Regions from separate parts of the Columba livia genome. Here region 2 is linked to region 1. A link is a contact called in public Hi-C data. All regions are on one chromosome and are shown on one strand. The core of a region is the stretch at or near the end of the contact, and the rest is flanking DNA. Distances in the headings are between cores, read along the strand shown. Region 1 overlaps LOC110355402 (a long non-coding RNA gene). Region 2 has its middle 110 kb from the start of NFE2L3.

What was found. Hi-C and Micro-C count contacts between places; a contact is called where the count stands out from the background.
Region 2: a Hi-C map of liver shows a contact between it and region 1, with 3 times the contacts expected there. The contact joins two enhancer-like sites. A contact is called at or near these places in 2 of 2 Hi-C or Micro-C datasets (crop and liver).

The regions. Positions count from the first base shown.
Region 1 is chr2:35,400,251-35,405,699 of bColLiv1.pat.W.v2, forward strand. All of the region lies in intron 3 of LOC110355402 (a long non-coding RNA gene), which reads left to right. Among named protein-coding and RNA genes, the nearest start is that of NPVF, 20 kb to the left of the region's middle. Within about 2 kb of position 2,186, at least 2 of the 3 cell types and tissues checked have an H3K27ac peak away from gene starts, as active enhancers do.
Region 2 is chr2:35,697,588-35,703,036 of bColLiv1.pat.W.v2, forward strand. No RefSeq gene overlaps it. Among named protein-coding and RNA genes, the nearest start is that of NFE2L3, 110 kb to the right of the region's middle. Within about 2 kb of position 2,209, at least 3 of the 3 cell types and tissues checked have an H3K27ac peak away from gene starts, as active enhancers do.

The DNA.
Region 1 (5,449 bases), core at 936-3,435:
GACTGACATAGATGTGACCTCATTAGGGTATCAGGGGAGATTGACATGCAGAAGGAAGTAACATCTATTGTTTACTTGTACTATATGTTGGGATAATCTGTGAAGCCTTAGTGGAGTTGTAACACTGAACATGCTGATTGGAAGCATTAAGGAAATTAACATAAAGCTCTATTAATGGCTTAAGGGAATCTGACTAAACAAACAAGGCCACACTGAGCAATAAATGTGAGTCTCAGACTGCATGACTTTCCTCATAACTACCCTAATTAATTGCTACAAAAGATTAATTTTATAATACAGCATGGATATCAAAGGGAATGGCGTAGTGATTTAAGTATTATGTGTCTCCCTGGGAGATGCAGGTTCAGTTCTTCATGCAGCTGTTGTCAGCCTTCCAAAGTATAATAGTTGAATTGAACTTCTTGTATTTTACTGCTAGAGTTACTATGGAACAAAGACTTTGTCCGTTCATCTGCTGAAGTCAGTGGCAGGGTTGCTATTAATTTCAGTAGAAGGAGAAGTAGGTCCACAAATATTAAAACCAAATTCTGCTTTGAAAGTATCTTCATACTTTTTCCTAAATTTAAAACCGTGTCTTCACACACAAAATATGCTTGCCAAAACCCTGCTTTCCAGCAATGGTCCAGCTATACATGGTGACATGAGCTCCTTAAAAGTCTTTAACAAACTCACAAGTTGGATGTATAATTAGCTGAAATGGCTGAAATTGGTTTCTGAATCAAGATGTGACAGAATTGGGATTTAGTGTGCTTGGAAGTACAGTGAAGCAGGATCATACTTAGGCTGATAAATTTTTTTGTGTAATACAGCAGAAGAGATGACTGTAACAGACTGCCTTTGCACAGCCTCTGCTTTGGTCACTAGTTCAATTCTGCCCTAGTCCAGAAAAGAAAAGTGACTGGGGTTTCTGTGGAGGAGCTTGAACCAAGTAAGCACTTTCTTTTTGGACTGAACCAAAGTACTTCCATGACACTTTTCTGTGCTCTACTGCTGCATATAAACCTGTATATAGGAGTCAAAACTGGAATTTTCAGGTTAGAGGACAGAGCAATTGTCTGAGAGCTCAGACACATGGGAGGGGACTCGTACCAGGTGACATTATTTGCTTCCAGTCTAATTGTCTGTCTGAGGTGATTAACTTGGCTCCCTTCATGATCTGGAGAGAAAAAAAAAGCACTTTTCAGGTGAAATTTTGACCTCAGGGCTTGCATTTTAGGCGAAGGTGGATGGTACCCAGACTGTCTCAGGAGTAGCTCTGCTTTTGGTTATATGAATCCCAACTCCAATCAATCTGTTGCTTTAAATAGTTGCCAGTGTTGCCTTTCAGTACCACAACTGAGCCTTGTGGTATCTACATGAATGGTTTTAGTGACAGCAAGTATGAGACAGCATGATTTTGATTAGTCCCAGTGAAGAAGATGAAGCTAAGTCACACATTTTTATATTTGCAAGGCCATGCACATAGGAAGTGTGCAGATAGCTCAGCTGATGTGCAACCCCCTGACTGTACGTCTGAGCCCCAAGGGTCATCAGCCAGGGTTGTTAATCACCTCAGTGAAGAACTGTCAAGCAGAACAATGTCCTTCTACTTGTAGATCTTGGCTGAAGCTGTTCTTATTTGATGGCTGGCCTGATCCTTCCAAAATCTTGTGAATGGAATCCAATAATTATTCTTGGTTTATTTTGACAACTGTTTCCATTCCTTCCCCCTCACTTAATATTTATCTACGTGAGCCAAGTTGGAGGCTTAAGTTTTAAAGAAAATGAATGGTAAAATAAGACTCTGCATTCAGAATTAGGAACCTAACCAGGTGACCTGATTTTCAAAAATGCCAATTGCCCAGAAAAGACTTCCAGCTCTTGAGACCATTAAAAAAATCTTAGCGTTATAACTGTTTTTACAATTATTATTTATGGTATGTATTGCAGTAGTACCCTGGCAACAGACAAAGAGCCATTGTGCAGGGCACTGTGCAACCGCAGAGATGAAAGTTACTTGAATTAAAATTCCAACTGCCTGTTCCGTGCTGGAGACAAACTCAGAATATGCACAACTTGCACAGCCATCCCCTCTTTGGAAAATGTCTGTCAGCTGTTCAGATTTCCAACTTTCACAATGAGTCAGTCAACCAGTAGCCTTTGCAGGACAGAAGAAAAGCCAAGAAGCTCTGTCCTGTCCACTCCATCATTTCTGGGACCCTCTGGACACGGTTTAGGGATCCTCTCTGTTGCTCTCCATCCCCGAGCACGCCGCACAATCGCCCAGTGTGAGCCCAGCCAGTTTTCAGTGTGCGGCACTAATGGCTCTGGCTGAAGTGACAGGTCCTCTTATTTGTGGCTGTTTCTGTGTCTTTCATGCCCGATCAAAAATGTTTACAAAGGTGCAGTCAGGGGATGAAGGCAGGGGGAGCAGAAGAAAAGAAATCCAATTTCATTTGGAAACAGTTTCAGAGCTTAATTAGTAAGGAGGGGGGCGGGAAGGGGGGCTGAACAGGTGGTGTATTATTCTGCCAGGGATCTTCAAAAGGCAGGGAGTGCATATTGTTAGTTTGCTGCAGAACGAAAAATGAGAAGTTCGACAGTACCTGGATACTGAAGAGCAGGTAAGGTGCTGAAGTAAGATTGGAGTTATACACACATCTGCACTCAAAAAGCTGCATAGGAAAAAAATAAATTTTCCGTTCTGCCCACAAGGCGACAGATCCCAGCTCTGCATCAGAGATTTACATGGATTCATATTCATTACATTAGCAGTAGACACATTTAGCCGCGATTCCCAAAGGAGCAGGAAAATGATGGCCTCGAAGAAAGCTGGCACATTTCAAACTCTCCAGCTGTGCCTTGCTACCATTGCTACATTCCACTGCCAAATTCAGTAATTCATGAATTTGTCTTTTTTATCTGCAAAAAATGTTAATTTACAGAATGAAGAGAAGAATAGGAAAGGACTACCATGCTTAGAAAGGGAATGGCTACATTTTCTTTTAACTGCTTTATAACTATTTCTCTGATGCTGTAAATGTTATTTGTGTTCACAAGACCATTATTATTTTGCATTAAATGCTTAAAAGAAAGCAGGAGTGCCAGCAGACAGAGCATCCCAGCTTACAAAATAATTGTTCTAATGAGATGGTAGCCCAGCAAGACTAATACAGAGTTTTAATAAATAGCAAATGAATTATGAATGACAATGCTTTTTTGTTTATTTAAGTACTGAGCACATGCCATAAAAGAATAATAGATATAGCTGTTGTTTCAAAAATGCTGTTTTATGTTGCATTGGATGGAACTGTGTACATATACATCTGTTCTGACAGGGCAGACTAGGACCAATACGTTTTTTTTTGGTGAAACTACTAGGGAAAGGAAGGTCCTTATAAGTTCTCTGACACCAAAAGGGCAAAAGATTATTCCTAATTAAATATTTTCCCTCCCTCAGCGTTGTTGCTGAAAACATCATGCAAAGTTATCTATGGGACCACTGAAAGGATTGACTTTTGCAGGCTGAAAAATGTGCATAATATTCTTACTCATGATTTGATTCTGTTTCTCAGTGTTTCTGTTTTCTGTCTCAGGGAGAAAATCACACTGCATACCTTTTTGGATTTTATAGGATTTCTTAAGACAGGAGATTGTAAACACAGCTTCCCATAAAAGTTTCTGTACCTTGCCGGGCACCAGCTTGGTAGAGTCCAAGAGCAGCCCTGCCAAGGTTTTCTTACATTACAGTTTAATAAGTGAGTTTAGCACTATCACTGAAATGCAGAATAAGCCCTTTCTAACTCAGAGAGGTTTGCTGCTGTGATGTTGAAATTAATGAAGACTCTGCTCAAGTGAGAGTAGTTCACATCCAGGAATATCTGCCAGCAGACCAGCAGGTAGAGCTGTATTAAAGCCTTTATGTTCTCCTTTGTGCAACAAGGCATTTATAATGTTGACTAATTCTGGTATCTTCCCCCTAGTGCTCGATGATTTGTAATTTTATGGGCTACTTAATGAAGCAAAACTCTCCATTAGTTTTTAAAATGCCTCTACTTTTTAATGCTAGGGGCTCTCTTTTCAAAATGATGCCTGCCTGGGCCAAAGGCTCTCAGTCTGTTGACAAAATGAAGGCAAGGCACTCACGGAAGGAAACAATCAGCTCAAGCCTCCAGGAAGAAAAGGTATATTTTGTGCCTTGCTCATGGAAAACAAACAGTATCAGGTAAAAAAATAGCTCCTTGTGGAGGCTGCTCATCTTGTTCTTCACAAAAGCAACAGTTTGAGCAGAGACGGGATCCCTCCTGTGGTCTCTGTCCTGACACCCCTGTGACCACAGGTGAGAGCAGCCAGCACACTGTCCCTGCTGCAAGGAGCCTGCAGTATAGCAACCAGGTGGCATCTGTGAGTGAGGATCTCCAGTGCCCTTGTGGGCAGGCAGAAGGCGTTTTGTTGTGAGCCAAGGGGAAGGCTGATGTGGTGACCTGCCTCACAGGGCTTAGTCAATACTTAATCCTCCAAATGTCTCCTAGATTCCCTGGCCAGTGATGAAGGGAACGAATCAGCTGTGGTTGCATGTATTCCCTTATCAGGTCATTGCAACATCCCATTGATCCTTCTTGTTGAGTGTTTCCCTATATGTCACTTTAAGGTTTCTTCTGTTCACTTTGTGCTATTCCTTTTCTTTGATCCCATACTGAATACTGAAAATAACAATCTCCTGGCCTTAAAAGTCTGTTTGCTGCTAGTATTTAGGAACTGTGAACCAAAGTCTAGTTTTACTTATAAGCCTTTCGAAACACCTCTGATTTCGTTCATGGTATGTAGGATTTACACCAGTGCAAATGAAATCAGGACACGACCCATGACAGGGGCTCCTTAGCGGTCTTTTCTCTATGCTGTGTAAATTAACTTTTCTTGAGTCTCCTCTCAGGATAGCATAAATTATGAGGCAAAAGCCTGTAACTCACTGCGAGGCAAGCAGCAGTAACTCCCCCTCTACCACTTTCCTGCCAAAATTATGGGAGAATAGCTGGTGATCTCAGCTCATATTTGCATGGCATGTACAAGAACAAGAAAGAAAAATGATGGCTCAGGTGGCACGAAAGACATGTACCCATTGTTGCTACTGCCTTGCTTCCAAGGAGGGAAACATGTATCGGAGAGCAGAGAGACACTGGCTGTGTCCTCTTGCTTTTTGGTGCCTTTTAATGTGCGAAGGGAAGAATTTTAATGTCACATATAAATTATGTGCTGCTGAATGCACAAAATATTGTGCTGCCTGTTCATGGTTGCTGAAATTACATCATCAGGGCTTCTCTTTTTTCATTCCTTTTCTTTGATTCAGGAGCTCTCTGGGTAAATATTAACTGTAGCCATCAAGAGGCGGAGGAGAATTTCAGGAGACCTGACCTTTAAATCGTGATAATATTTCTTCTTGCATTGTGTC
Region 2 (5,449 bases), core at 959-3,458, 300 kb after region 1:
ACAGCATTGATTTTATTCTTTTTTTCCTAGCCACAAAAGCAGAATACCCCCTCCCCAAAAAAAAAAAAAAAAAAAAAAAAAAAAATTCTTTCCTTGCTACATACAACCATCATCTTTATTTTTTTCATGAGATTATTTCCAAATGCTGAGCACTAAACTCAAGCGTTTTTCCACATACATGAGCATTTGTAATCCGTCACAGTCCAACTCTGAGAGGTGCACATAGACGCAGTGTCGTTTCACCCTTGTGCATTATTGCCATGCCGCGCAGCGGTGTAGCGTGATCTTTCTTACTCCAGATAAAAGTTGTTTAAATTGCAAACTATATGCAGTGGCCTCAGAGTGCCTCATCTGCTAAAACAAAATTTAAACAGCTGAACGAAAGGACTGTGAGCTCCCCAGGAGGGAAAAACGCGAACCTCGCGAAAGCGGGATGAAAAGAGGGGCAGGACCCGAGGGGAGCGCCGGCTGGATGTGCTGGCGGGAGCAGCCGTGGCCGCGGCGACGGTACTTGCTGTGACAGTCCCGGGGCTTGCGGGCAAGAAGGAGAAGAAAAGCCGCAGCTCAACTGAGCCCGTCGGCTCGGGAACGTTCTTTAGGGGATAACTTTATGGTTTTTTTACACGTAAAATTACACGCATGAAATACAAACCCGTACCCGTGTATGTGTATATGCGTGTATATTTTGCACTCCCAGAGTGGGGACCTTGGCCACATCCATGGGGAATTTGACCACATCCGAAGCTCTTCGATAAGTCGCAGACACACCGGGCTGCCGCTTCGGGCTCCCTTACCGCAGAGGGCTGGGGAAGGAGCTCGGGGCCGGACCTCGCTCTCTGTCCCGCACAGGAGTTAATGGGGGTGGCCCCGATGCGGGCCCGCCTGACGGGTGGGTTTTGGCCTGTTCGGGCGGTGATGGTGCTCCAGGAGGTGCTCCCAATACTGCAGCCTCCGGCTTGGGGCTCGCCGCCGGCCGAGGCGGCCCCGGGCAACCCCAAAGCCCGCTCCGGTAGTGGTGGCTTCGGCCGCGCCGGGCGGTTGCGGTTCGACCGTGCTCAGCCCGGGCCGGGGACGCCCGCTCCCGAGCTGTCACCGAAATAGCCCCCTGAAGCGCTTTGCTCCGGTCCCTTCCAGGAAGGAAAGAAACCCCGCTGCGGCGCTGGTTTTCTGTGTTTAAGTAACTTTAATAAAACGCCGCTTCCTTTGGCCAAGGAAAGGAAATTCGCTGTATATAAAATTCGGAGCGGAGGGGAATAGGGAAGCTCCCCGGGTGCCCGTGAGCTTCGTTGCCTATTTAATTACAAGTTTTCGTTCCTGGGCAGACGTGGAAAAAGTGCTAGAACCCAAAAAAATTAAAAAGACAAGTGGCGCACCCGGCTGCCCGCGGGGTCCCCCCGCTGCCCGCCAGGCCGCTGCGGCCCGTGGGGCAACCCCGACCTCAGAAGCCCGGTGCAAAGCCCCGCTGCGGAGCCGCGTCCCCGCATCGCGGCCGCCGCCACCGGACCCGGCCGTTCCGCGCCGCTGCAGCGCCCCGCGCGGCCACGGGGCGGCGCACGCCCCCGCCTCTACAGTCCCCCCCTCCGTGCCCCCCTCTCTTTGCATACGCAGCGACGATTGGTCAACGTATTCACTTGCGTCAGCTATGGCGTCAAAGGCTCGCCGGCCAATGACTCGCCGGGTGCCGTGCCATTGGCTGTCTGCAGGGGTGTCAATCAGATGGAATTTGCATGCCGGGCGCGCCGCGGAGGGGCGGGCGGCAGCGCGGGTCCGCCGTGGGAGACACAGCAGCGTCTGCCGGTCACACGGAGTCACTGCACGTAATAACGGCGCCACTCGTTAACGCCTCCCCAGCCTTGTGTGATGCTCTGCGGAGGGCCAGCTCTCTATTCCCACGCGTGACAAGTAACTGCAGCTGCCAGGCAGGCATGTACGGGTTCCACGGGCAAAATTCGTACAGAAGCAGAATAACCCAGTGCTGAAATACCCCCGCGTGTGCGCGTGTGGTGTCAGTGCCGTGTGCCCGGCTCCTCCGACAGCAGGAAGAGGCACAGCCCTGGGCCCCTGTCGCCGCAGCTGGCACTGCACGTAACCCCCCGTCTCCGCATGGGATGTGAGTCGGGGGCGCGGGAGATCCCCCGCCGTGCCCCGGCCTCTCCCCGCAGGAGAAACTCAAGGAGGGGAGGCCGCCTAACAGCCCCCCGCCGAAGAGAACTCCTCTGTGCGCGGCAGCACCGAGCTTGGGTCCTCCAGCGGGAAAAATGACGCGGGTGTAAAAACAATCGGTAGCCGCTCACTTGTTGTACACACGAGACGCGGCGCGTTTGGGCGAGAGGGCTCCGAGCTGACCCTCCCGGGGGGACCAGCCGTCGGTGCCCCAGACCCAGCCGCCCACCGCGCCGGCTCTGCTCCCCGCAGCCCCGGCGCTGGCCAGCCGCCACGCGTCACGGCCGGGCGCTGTCCGTCATCCACGTCCTCTGACGTCACCTGTGGCGAGCACCAATCAGCGGGCGGGCTGGGACAGAGCGGAGCCGGTGATTTACGCGCTTCGGGACGCGACTGCGAGACAGAACCAAAAGCGCTACGGCGGGTCCCCACGGTCCCGTGCGGCCCTGCGCTCCGCCCTCCCCGCGCAGACGCGCCCCGCTGTTTTGGCGAGCAGAAATAGCAGCGGCTACTCTGCGGGGGGGTGGGTGGTAAAGTGGCCTTGGCAGCCCCTGAGGCCCCGCCGGGCTGCCTTGCCACCCCAGAGGTGGGTGCAAGGCAGCCAGCTTAGCAGGAGGTTTTTTATGCGTCTTTACAGAAAAAAAAAAAAAAAGTGTGTCCTGCCCTTGTTTACGACAGAAATAAGAGGCTGGAACAGCCCCCAAGAGGGGCTGATTGACATCGCAAGGCAGGGACCGCTTCGTCACGGATGGGGGGTACAGAGGGCTGGAAACGGGGTCTTCCCGCAGCTCGTGACGGGTGTTGCGTTTCCGCTGCGGCGGCGAGTTGATACTTGAATTGCCCGAAACAGTTCTGATTTTTTTCCTTTTTTCCTTTTTTTTCCTTCTTTTTTTTCTTGCAAATAAAGTAAACACAAGAGGGCGTTTCAAGCCTTTGATCCACGTTCTGTACAGTAAGGAAAATAAACCGTGAACTTCAAAAGGGATGGAGGCATTCTGGGGTTAATTTCGCTTCCTAAACGGATGAACACGGCAATAAATCATAATTTCCCTCCCCTCCATGAAAGCGCTAATCGGAGGAATATGCACCCGAAGCGCCCCTCACCACTGGCAGCCTCAGAGACCGCGTCGGCTGTAATCTGATGGATCAAAATTCGTGCGGGAGATATTATAAATCAACAGGTTTAATAAATCTTTGCAGACGACGTCTCCACGGGGCCGGGGGAGGGGGCGGGGTGCGGAGGGGTGCCCGGCGGTAATACGGAACCGTGAAAATTCACTTCCTCGCAAGAACTACATTAAGTAAACCTAACACCGAAATGTTGTCTGGCAATCTGTCTTGAAAAGGTTACAGCGTGTTAAAGATTTGGAAAGCTCCATAAAGCAGTAAAGATTATGAAATACAGCTTAAAGGTTTATCAAATGACTTCCCGTGCCGGGACAGGCTTTAAACCGAAGGCAAAAAAACCTGAAGCCTGTGATCTTTGCAGCTTTAGCCCATAAACGTGTTTGAGGAGGGATTCTGTTTTCTGCCGCTTTATAGTATCACTTCCCTAACACGTAATTTAAATCTGCTTTTCAGGAGTCGATATCTGGTAGTAAAACTAATACCGGGCAATTAGACGTGGTGCTTTAGAACCGCGTCGAGCTAGAGGCGGTACGAAGAGGTATCCACCCAAAACCAGGTGGCCAAGCTGGGGCTGGAGAGTGGGGAAAGGTCCTCTGAATTCGGCTGTCCCCAGCCTCGGGGAGAGGGGAAGCGATCCCGTTTCTGGTACCGGCATCGGGGCGAAGGGGCGCTGGGACCCGGGGAGCCCCGCCGGGGAAATGGGGGGGCTGGCCAGCCGCGGGCCCGGGAGCCGCGGAGGCGCCTCCGGGCTCTCCCCTCGCCGGTTTCCGTCCAGGGCTGCCCTGCCTTTCCCTCCACACGCACACCCGGCTCTGAATCAACCGGTGTTTTTAAGGGGGTTCTTTGATCTGGCCAAGTGTCAGAGTTCCGAAAGCCGGGACTCAAATAACACGTCATTACGGCAAACAAATTTCTGCAGTCAGCTTTATGGCTTTATTGTCTATGGCACGAATAAATTCGGGGAATTAGCAGGTTAGGGGGGAAAAAAAAAGGGGGGGGAGCAGAAACTTGCATGAAATAAAGGACACATCTGTTTCCAGGAGAAAATACGGTAAAAAACACACACAGTCGCCACTGGCTGTATAGACAGAGGAAAACACCGTCTGTTATCTTTTAAATAGCCCTTAAGTTGATATTTGCGTTTACAATAAGTTTTTTAATAAGTCGTTTTCTAGTAATCCGTGTTATATGTATTTTGTAATACACGTATACAAAAAAAAAAAAAAAAAGAAAAAGGCTTAATGTGTATATACAATCATATGTTCACAATTCCCTTCGCATGTGCAAGCAGGCACACTTAAAGCATACACTACCATAAAATTTAAATAGGGGTAGATTTTTATGGGCTTGTGTATTAATAGTCTCTAATAAAATAAAGCTTACTGTGTATGTGTGTGGCTTGTGTGCATATGGCTACACTTACCGTTCAGTTTTCAATTTGCTAGATAACCAGTGCAGGTAGTACGAAAGGGGGCATATACATGGATAAATCGGTATATGTCTGGTTTTGTGTGCACACGTACTGAGATCTAGTTTCTGACCCGGGAAAACAATGTATCACCTCTAGTATGTCAACAAGTGGTTTTGTTCTCCTGTCTTAAATATTTTGTGAGCCAAACTACACAACTGGAAATAATGGATTTTCTATGAGATATAAAAGAAAATTCCATCTTCCTTTTTTTTCTTTTTTTTTTTTTCCCCTGAAATCGCTTTTGAAAATAAAGTCCCAGACATTCGAAAGGGCATTAAATCGTTTCGTTCTCTGCCCACACGCGTGCATACGCACGCACACGCCTGCTGTCCTTTGTCCCGTGAGAGGACACCGGTGAGTGTCAAAAGACCCGATTTAGGAGCTTTTCATCCATAGGCTTAGTTTTCCCTAGGTTTTACGTACATATCTATTTTATATGTATTTTGTAGATCAATATTTTGCATGTGTGCCTGTACATTATATATGTATACATGTGTACATTTATGCATTTTTATATAGCAAGAAACGTTGATGAATTGGTTTGAGCCTCTTCTCTGAAGGACCTTGGCAGACCCCCCGAGGCCGGTCTGAGGGGTCGGTGGCGGTGCCTTCCACCAGGTACCGGCGCGCAGAGGGGCTCGGAGCGGCGGCGCGATGAAGGCGGAGTGTGTGAGAGGGGCTGGGGGG